2 separate regions of the Gossypium hirsutum genome follow, and region 2 is linked to region 1. The links are chromatin contacts, called in public Hi-C maps. All regions are on one chromosome and are shown on one strand. The core of a region is the stretch at or near the end of the contact, and the rest is flanking DNA. Distances in the headings are between cores, read along the strand shown.

Evidence for each region. A called contact is a pair of places that touch in the nucleus more often than the background predicts.
Region 2: a Hi-C map of leaf shows a contact between it and region 1, with 2.0 times the contacts expected there. The contact joins the promoter of LOC107926875 here to the enhancer-like site in region 1. A contact is called at or near these places in 15 of 34 Hi-C or Micro-C datasets (anther, fibers, leaf and 2 more).

The regions. Positions count from the first base shown.
Region 1 is chrA08:94,442,311-94,446,721 of Gossypium_hirsutum_v2.1, forward strand. No RefSeq gene overlaps it. Among protein-coding and RNA genes, the nearest start is that of LOC121204555, 3.9 kb to the right of the region's middle. Within about 2 kb of position 1,546, at least 8 of the 9 cell types and tissues checked have an H3K27ac peak or open chromatin away from gene starts, as enhancers often do. A contact at or near this core is called in fibers and leaf, where this site is marked.
Region 2 is chrA08:94,491,487-94,496,031 of Gossypium_hirsutum_v2.1, forward strand. It overlaps LOC107926875 (sucrose synthase 2), which reads right to left and starts at 3,033. Exons shown (of 15, transcript XM_041074568.1): 1 at 2,704-3,033; 2 at 2,408-2,540; 3 at 1,762-1,913; 4 at 1,441-1,633; 5 at 1,108-1,226; 6 at 745-961; 7 at 559-654; 8 at 289-462; 9 at 1-93. The coding sequence starts at 2,801.

The DNA of each region.
Region 1 (4,411 bases), core at 296-2,795:
TCACAGAAAAACATCTTTCTAGGGCTTTTGGACATTATATAACCTCTGCATCATATACTTCTTTCGGACTCTAGCTCTAGTAATACTATAAATAGAATTATTCCAAACTTTAATATATCGGTAAAACTATTCAGGGAATCAGTCATGTTACCTTTAAAACTTCACTTTTCTTTCACGAAATCTAAACAATTAGGATGCTCTACCCATCTAGCAATGAACTTGAAGGGATAACCTTTGGGCAAGATAAATTTTGGATTAAGTAACAAAAACAGAGGTCTGTGATCCGACTTGATTCTCGGGGGATGAATGACTGACCAATTCGGAAAAGTTCTTAACTGAGAATTATTTCCAATAGTTCTATCCAATCTTTCAAAAAGCCCACCACAATACCAAGTGAATGAAGACCCCTTGAAACCTAAATCCTGCAAGTTAGACACTTCAAGAAAATCATTAAAGAGATGGCATCCTTTCCCAACAGTTCACCCTCCTTTCTTTTCACTCGAATAAAAAAAAGCATTAAAATCACCAATAGCCATCCAAGGAGTATCATCTGTTGGAATGACAGAACAAAGTTCCACCCAAAGTTTCCTTATTTTCTGTCTATCAAGACTACCATACACAAAAACAATGATAATAGGTAAAACAGAATCAATTCTAAAAACTTGTATACAAATAAATTGAGAATTAATACATAAAACCTTAATGGAAAGTTGTTCCATCCATCTCACCCAGATGCCTCTAGAGAATCCAATAGCCTCTACCTTGTGAGAACATTGAAAACCCAAACAAAAAATAATCTTATCTGCTTTAAAACCACTTATTCTTGTTTCCAGCAAGCTAACAATATTAGGATTATACTCTCTGTTGTACTAACGAAAATAACGAATAAACTTTGGACTTATACATCCCTAGCAATTCCATGAAAAACCCGTTAAGTTCATAATAAATAAATAAATAAATAAAGAGACCAACTTACTAGTCTGAGCCCAAATGCTCAAGATTCTATACTCCTACCGAGGCTTCTGATCCTTTAATATTTTATTTGTCAAATTTATCATTAATAACCTCAATCAAGGTATTCATAGAATTAGACAATGTAACTCGAGCATTCCTAATGAACTTAAAACTATTCCCACAATTACGAATAGTCTTATCCAATTTTTTTCCATTACGGTTTCTTCCAACATTTTCAAAAGATCCATGACTTTTTGGACTACCCCCAACTTTAATATCACTTCCAATATTTTTTCTTTTATCAAAAGCAATCCTATTATTGAAAATGACAGCCGTATGTTTCACTGGGTCCAAGAATTTATCATCTAATTTAATCATAATCCTTTTCGAACATTCAAAAGTGGGATTGTCACGAGAAGTTGTTAAATTAGAATTAATTAATGAGTTAGCAATTTCAATCGAATCTGTACTGGAAAAATCCAATTGTTTACTAGCCCCAAAAATGTTTTCATTTAATTCTGTTTTAGTGCTCTGCCCACACGTTTCCAAGAAAGAGCCATCCCCATTAAATGTTTGGCCCTTAGACTGAGTGGACCCATCTATAAAGAGACTTTTCGATATTTATTGTGGACCACCTTTCCTAGTTTGTCAGATCACAAGGTCCTTAGCAATTTCCCATACAGCCCACAAGCTTAAGTCGACACTATCTCATTTTTACAGCCCATTATTGTTAACTATCGTGGCTTAACTCTTTGGGTTCACAATAGAAGCATTAATGCCTGCATCATTAACAAAAAAATAGGGATTTTTCTTGCTTAAAACCTGGCCCAAATTATCAATAACAAGCTCAACTGACCCATCTGTCTTATTATGAAAACTATTCAGTTCTGTCCCTTCAACATTCACACCTATTTTCTTCTTTCCCCAGAATTCGCACAGACACACCTTTAATATTTTTAATTTCCTTAACAGAACCCCCCAAAATCCTATCTTCCTTCCCTTCCCCTATTGAATCCAAATTCTCCTTCTATTCAACACCGAAAATCTCGACCCCAATCTAGATTTTCCTTGAATCTCTTTCCTCTGATTACGCGAGCTTTTCGTTTCACCACCATCCACGGTCGAAAAGCAAATCCCCAACCCGCAGTCATCAATTCCGCCAAGTCCTTGTTGCCATTGACTTCCTCGACCATAATACTCTTTTTAGCCACCAGCGAAGGGCATAAGTCTTTCAGATTACCATATTTTTCACAAAAAAAAAGTAGATGGTCAGTAAAGCTTCATACTCGACCATTTGTAGTTCTTTATTTACTATAACTTGGGATATAAGGGATTTACTGAGATCAACAAAAACAACCATTCTAGCAAAACCTCTTGTTTTTTTGTCAGTATTAAGGTCAAGCTTGACCACATTTCCCACAAAACCTCCAACAACTTCCAGAATTCTCCGTTTATACATGAAACCCGAGAGTCCTGGTAATCTAATCCAAGCTAACACCATACTCGGGTAAGGTTTCATAGGATTAAAATACTTTGTCCATGGCTGAACAATGAGGTATTGGCCATATATGACAAGGACCTTATTATAATCCTCAATACTCTGAAATTTTGCTAAGAAATAGCCATTCTCTATATCCATAAGATTGAACGACTTAGATGATCGCCATAAGCTACTAATCTGGTTGAACAGAGCTATGTAACCAATATTCCTACCCAACAATTTCAACGCCACTAAAGTCTCATATCCTTGAAAAGGACATGTTGAATACGTTTCGAAAATTCTATTGCCAGGATGCCATTAACCATAGTTTTTTTAACGTCCCCTTCCAAAAATTCAATTTCTCCCTCATTATCCTTACTAGCAAATTGATGCCTTTCACCTTGATTGGGATCCCCTTTTCCAATAAGCATCTACTTCCAAGAGATCTTTGCTGGTGAAACCAAGTCCTTTGATGGTGAGACTACATCCCCTATCATTTCGACATCCGCAATACTGTTGTCTTCCTTAAATCTGACTTTTTTTGTTTCCCGATCGACGGCTGACCTAGATTTAGAAACATTACCAATTTCTAGATAAGACATTTTCAGTCGTATTTACAATTTGCTCCATTGTTTTACCTTTTCTTAATCTTTTAAGAACTCAAATTTGCTTTATTGTTAAGTCGCGGGATTGCACCGCTAAATTTTTTTATGGGTAAAGATTAAATTATATTTTTTTAAAGGGGTTAAAATATAATTTCATCATTACATTAATATATTATTTCATAATGTTTAAAGGGATTACAAAAGAAATTTACCATCTTAAAATGTCAAGATGCAATTTAATCATTATATTAACTTAAAAATTCAAATTTTTAAATGCGCTAATTTTTTATATATCATTTTAGGTGGTCAAGGCCCTTTTGCCTTTTTGTATCGTCCTTGATTTCATTCTCTTATGTGTTAAAGCCCAAAAGACCAAAAAATCAACCCTAAACTAAAACCTTTATTTTTTGTTGAACCTGAAAGCAATCCCAACTTCATCTTATTATTATTATTATTGTTATTATCAACCAAGGTACTTTCTCTATCCTTTCATCCGTTACCATTTTTATTCTTTTCCTTATTTGTTATCATCAATTTAACTCAATGAAAAACACTCTAATTAGCTCGAGTATGACTCGTATTGCAACAATGGCGAAACTAATGGGGTTGGCAAGGGTTTCGATCTACCTTAAAATGAAATTTTTTTCATTTAGATTTTTTAAAATTTTTAAAATTTTAAATTAATAAAGGTAAAATTGTTCTTTGACCCTTAAAAATATAAAAAATTGATTTAATCCTCTAAAAATTATAAAGATATAGGCTATTAAAATGTTGAAATTGCATTTTTAATATCGTAAAAATTACAATTTAATTTCAACCCCCTAAAAATTTTCTAGTCTTGCCCCTACATGGTAATTAGAGGTGCTCGTGGGCCCCAGCCCAACAAAAAAATTAGGCCTGTTTCCTAGGCCCAGGCTTAGCCTAAAAATAGGCTTAAAATTTTGTCCAAGTTCGGCCCAGATAAAAATGTTAAAACTCAGGCTCGGCCCGCTCGTGTTAATTTTTTATATTATCTTTTATATAATATATATAATACATAAAAAATACTAGAAACATCAAAATAAATATTTCCCAACAAATTGAAAATAAATTTTCAAAAATATGCATACTTAAATAACACTAAGATAGATGTAACTTAACAAGCAAATGCCTTTAAAATAATAACAAAATTAATAATAAAACAAGTGTTATACAATATCCAAATAATAACAACAAATTAATAGTAACATAATAGTAAAATGGTAGCAAAATAAGGAGAAAACAAACAAGAAAATAGCAGTTTTTTTGTGCTTTTGGGAATTCGAGTTGGGCCCAAGCTAAAAATGTCTTACTCGAGGCCCAGTCCCTTTTTTAAAGCTGGCCTTAATTTTTT
Region 2 (4,545 bases), core at 1,783-4,282, 51 kb after region 1:
CAACAAAGATGCAACCAGGTTTCCGTCACTGTAGTTTCCTATAATAAAATCTGGAATACCCTGTAACTCTGCTGCAATTTCACTTGCGACGTCCTGATTAGTTATACAAATAGGAAAGCAAGTTATGAAAGAAGATTAAGAAAGAAAGAAAGATAGACCCTATAGAGAAGTACATAGAAAACGTCCTCCTAAATTTGTTGTGATTGTTGAAAAATCTAATGTTTTTTTCTTCAAAAAAAAAAAGGAAAATCAATAGCCTTTGAAACTTTGAAAGGGAAAATGATTTACCTCCGCATAAGTCTCCAGATAAGGCCATACATCAAACCTTGATATCCATTTACGAAGAACTCCATGTTCTGACCTAAAAGGAACTCGCAGAATATGAGTATGCTCTGTCCCACTGACTCTTTCCAGCCGCTGATTGCAACTAGTTCCCTTCGCATCAGGTATTAACCTGGTCACCTTAAACAAGAAGAAAAAATGTGTCAAATTTACATAGGCAAAATATAAGTGTTGAAAACAAAATAAAGCAATATGGCATCTAGTTAGTATACTTACAATAAGAATTCTGGGAGTAATATCAAGTCCTTGCCTCTTTATCCTTAGAAGCATTTCATTCTCTAAGGCTCGCACTTGGTCCAGTATATAAACAACCTACACATTAAATAAGAAAAATGGAGATCTTAAATGAAGATATTTACATATAAATTATCCTACACGTTAAACATCAGATTCACTACAAACCTGACCACCAGTGTCAGGCAAACCTAATACATTTGCTTGCCCGAAGTATCCATGTGGAGACAGAATGACAACATTAAACACCATAGGCACTCTCCCAAGGAATGTCTCTAATATAGAGGGATCAGGTGCCTGAAGGATGTCCAAGAGAAGATGCATCGTCTCCAGAACATGAGCTGCAGTATCTCCCCATCCTCTCTCAAAACCCATTCCTTGTAATCTGCATTCATAAAACAAGGAAAAATCAGACAGAGATGTCAACAACTTTATTGCTCTGCCACTACCAATATGCTGATAGACTCCTTGAAACAAATCTATATGTATGTATTAAATGTATATACAAATAGAACACAAATAGAAACTCACTCGTATTCAAACTCAGAATATGGTGCATCAGGTGAAAGCTTAGCAAGATGATCTTCTGCCTTAGCCAAAGCAGCTTGAAGTCGGGGTATACTTTGTATCCGATCATTCAACATCAATGCCTACAGAAAAACCTTCATTAGTTTATCTTGTTATGAGAATTTCATCACAAAATAGATACTCCGACATATTCCTTTCCAAAGCTGTTAATACGTCACCACACATAAAACAAGGCAAAATTTTCTTTTCCTAAAATCTAAAGGAACATAACACATAGCTAGTGAAGTTGCAACTATGGTAAGGGGTTTAAAGGAAACCCCTCTGATGAATACTTACATGCCCTTTATATTTGTGGGCTCTCAGGAAATTAAGTAAAGGCTCCAAAGAATCTTTGTTACGGAACATGTTTGAAGAAAGGTGACGGTTGAGGAATTGGACGCCATTGCCAATGGATGAAGAGCGGTTGGGCCGAGGAAAGGATGCATTGAATGGCTCAAAATCAAGCTCAAGCACAAAATGGTTGTCCTCCCTACGCAATGTGTAAAAAGAAAAATCACAATGAGTTATGAGGTAGAACATTCATAATCAAGTACTATGAATCTATTGACTTCAAAGAAACAATAACCGCAACTTAAAAAGAACAGAAAATAAGCTTACCCCACATCTGCAAGTGCTTCTTTGAAGCGAAGATATTCGGACACATCCAGTTGCTCCACGCTGAGTTCATGAACATTGACTCGTACGTATTCCCAAACACCAGGTCTTGGGCGAACTGCTATAGCCACGTATGGAGGCAGAATTATGGCCTCCTGTAGTTATTAAAAAAAACCCCAACAATTTAGTATATTAAATACAATAACATAATCGAGACCGTACATATTCCATTTGACAGACGTTAAAAGCTTACCTAGTACAAAGGCTGAAAGTTAGGCGTGAAAATTAAATAGCATTACTACTAAAACTTCAGTTTACATACACTCCTTTAAAGACGCAGCATCGAGGTAAGGAAAGAACATAAAACACATCCAGAAATTCATTTGTAAATTGAATTAGAGTAAATTTAGGAAAACAGAATCTTAAAAAAAAAAAAAAACCTAAAAGTTCAACTGAAACTAAATAGTACAAAAATAATTTAGCTGAAAAAACAATTAAGCATTTAAAAAGTATTAGATACTTTATTTACTGCATCATGAATCACGGACGAAAATTAAATAAATATCTAAAAAAGTCGTTTATCCTTTTTAATATATAAAAGCTAACAATATCTTAAAAATTAATACGATAATTAAGGGGGGGAAATGACCTGTGCAGATTTAAGGACTTCGCTAAAGGGACCATCACTTAGCTTCTCTCTAGCTTTGTCGTCGCCTACAACATTTTCCAGTTCATCGATCAAAGTATGCGGTTGCAGTATTCCTTTTCCCTGCGCCACGTACCTTCAAAATTCCACAACCCTAAACTTCAGTAACATATCTTCCTTTCCTTTCCTTTTACTTTTCATCGTTTTCCCATAAGCCAAATAGAGACTGCAAAATTTAAAATCCGGAAAAGAAAAAGAGAACAAGGTGATAGGAACTGTAAAATCGCGGAAGAGCGCACCTGGAGAGAAGAGCAACGAGCTCGTTACGATGAGCAGAAAGCGTGTCCTCCACGCGGTCCCTCATGCTAGGACTTCGACCGAGGTTAGGATTCGCCATTGTTAGACTTCGTATCTACTCTGTTACTGCTGTTGAAGTGAACTATTATTGATTGGAAAGAAAAAAGTGAAAAAGAGTTTTTATCAGAAATCAGTGAGTTTGAGTGAGCTGTGAGGCAATCGCTGCGGTTACATATATAATATAAATATAGATCAGCGCAATGAGGGGATGACGGACGCAGCTGATGGTTTTACTCTTTGTTCATTGGATTTGCGACACGTTGAAATAATTTGTAATGAAGGCGAAAGTCCAAGTTGCCGCATCATGATGTTGAAACAAAATTGGATAATTTCGTTATTTAGTCCCTCAATTATTCATATGTTTGATTTTTGCCATTAAAAACTTTATAGTTGAAAAATGATCTTAATTTTTTATTGGTAAGAATATAATAAAACGAATAATTATTTGATGCCTAATTGGATAGAAGAGAAGTTCATTTTCTTCACGTTTCTTCAAAAACAACAAAGATAATAAAACTAAGACAAATTGACTCCACTAAAATATATTAAAATTGTGCTTGAAATTAGGAGCCTATAGTGTAAGAGCCCATTTTTGCCCGAGGCCCGAAACCAATACAGACCCAAAGCCCAATCTGAACCAGCCCAAACCCAAGACCAAAACAGACCTAACCCCTAACCCTAGCCTAGCGCCGCACGTCCTTGCCCCTGGCCTCCTCACCTGCTCCGCCGTTCACCTGCTTTCTGCCATTTGCCCAACTGCCCGCCTGCAACATAGAGCAAACAACACACAAGCACTAGAAGACAACAGAAACAATAAAGAAATAGAAGTTTAACAGTTTTAAAGATTTGGCTATATAAGCCGAACACAACCATTGTAATGGAGGGGGGGGGAATCGATCTGGTCCTTTGCAAAAAAAGAGATCTCTTTTTGTAACTCTTTGCAAGATTGGAAGAAAACAGAAATAAAAAAGGTCGTTTTTTCGTTTATTTTATTTTATTTTATTTCGAAACAAAAATAAAAAAGGAGGCATTTTTACCTTTTTTGCCGTCACCGGAGCGTTCAGGAGGTCGAGGAGAGGCATCGGAGAGAAAAAGGAGAGACTTTTGGTCTCCCTACCGCCGTGCACGGCGGCGCCGGCGCCGGCGACCGGTGGCCGGCACGGTGGCTCTTGCCCAGGCCCTTGACCGGAGAAGAGAGAGGGGAGAAAGAGTTCTGAAATTTTTTTTTTAAAAAGAGGGATGAAATGATTTTTTTTAGGGGGGTTTGATTTATATAAGGATCCAAAACGGCGCCGTTTTGGAAGGGTCAGAAAGCCCCTAAAACGACGCCGTTTCTGCATAAGACCCGAGACCCGACCCGTCTGCCTTAGGGGATCCGCGTGTTTTAACGGAAGGGCTAATTGCGCGTTTAGCCCTTCCGCTTTTTTAATACTTTTAAAATTAGGTTCTTTTAATTTTTTTAAATTTACCCAAAATTTTTTCCGTATTTTCAACTTCGTCCTTACTCGAACTATGCCGTTTTAAAGGAAGGGTAATTTTCTTTGATGGACCCTCCATGTTACATGCGTGTTCAGATCAATCCCTCCCCTTTCGTTTATTTGCGCTTTGAACTCCCCGAATCTTGTTTAATGTTTAATCTGATCCTTTAGTGATTTTGTTTATTTTCTTTACAAATTTTATATTATTATTGTTATTGCATTATTATTATTATTATAATTGCTTTTATAGATATATACATATATTATTATATATTTCTACATATACTTATACACATTTTTTTTGTA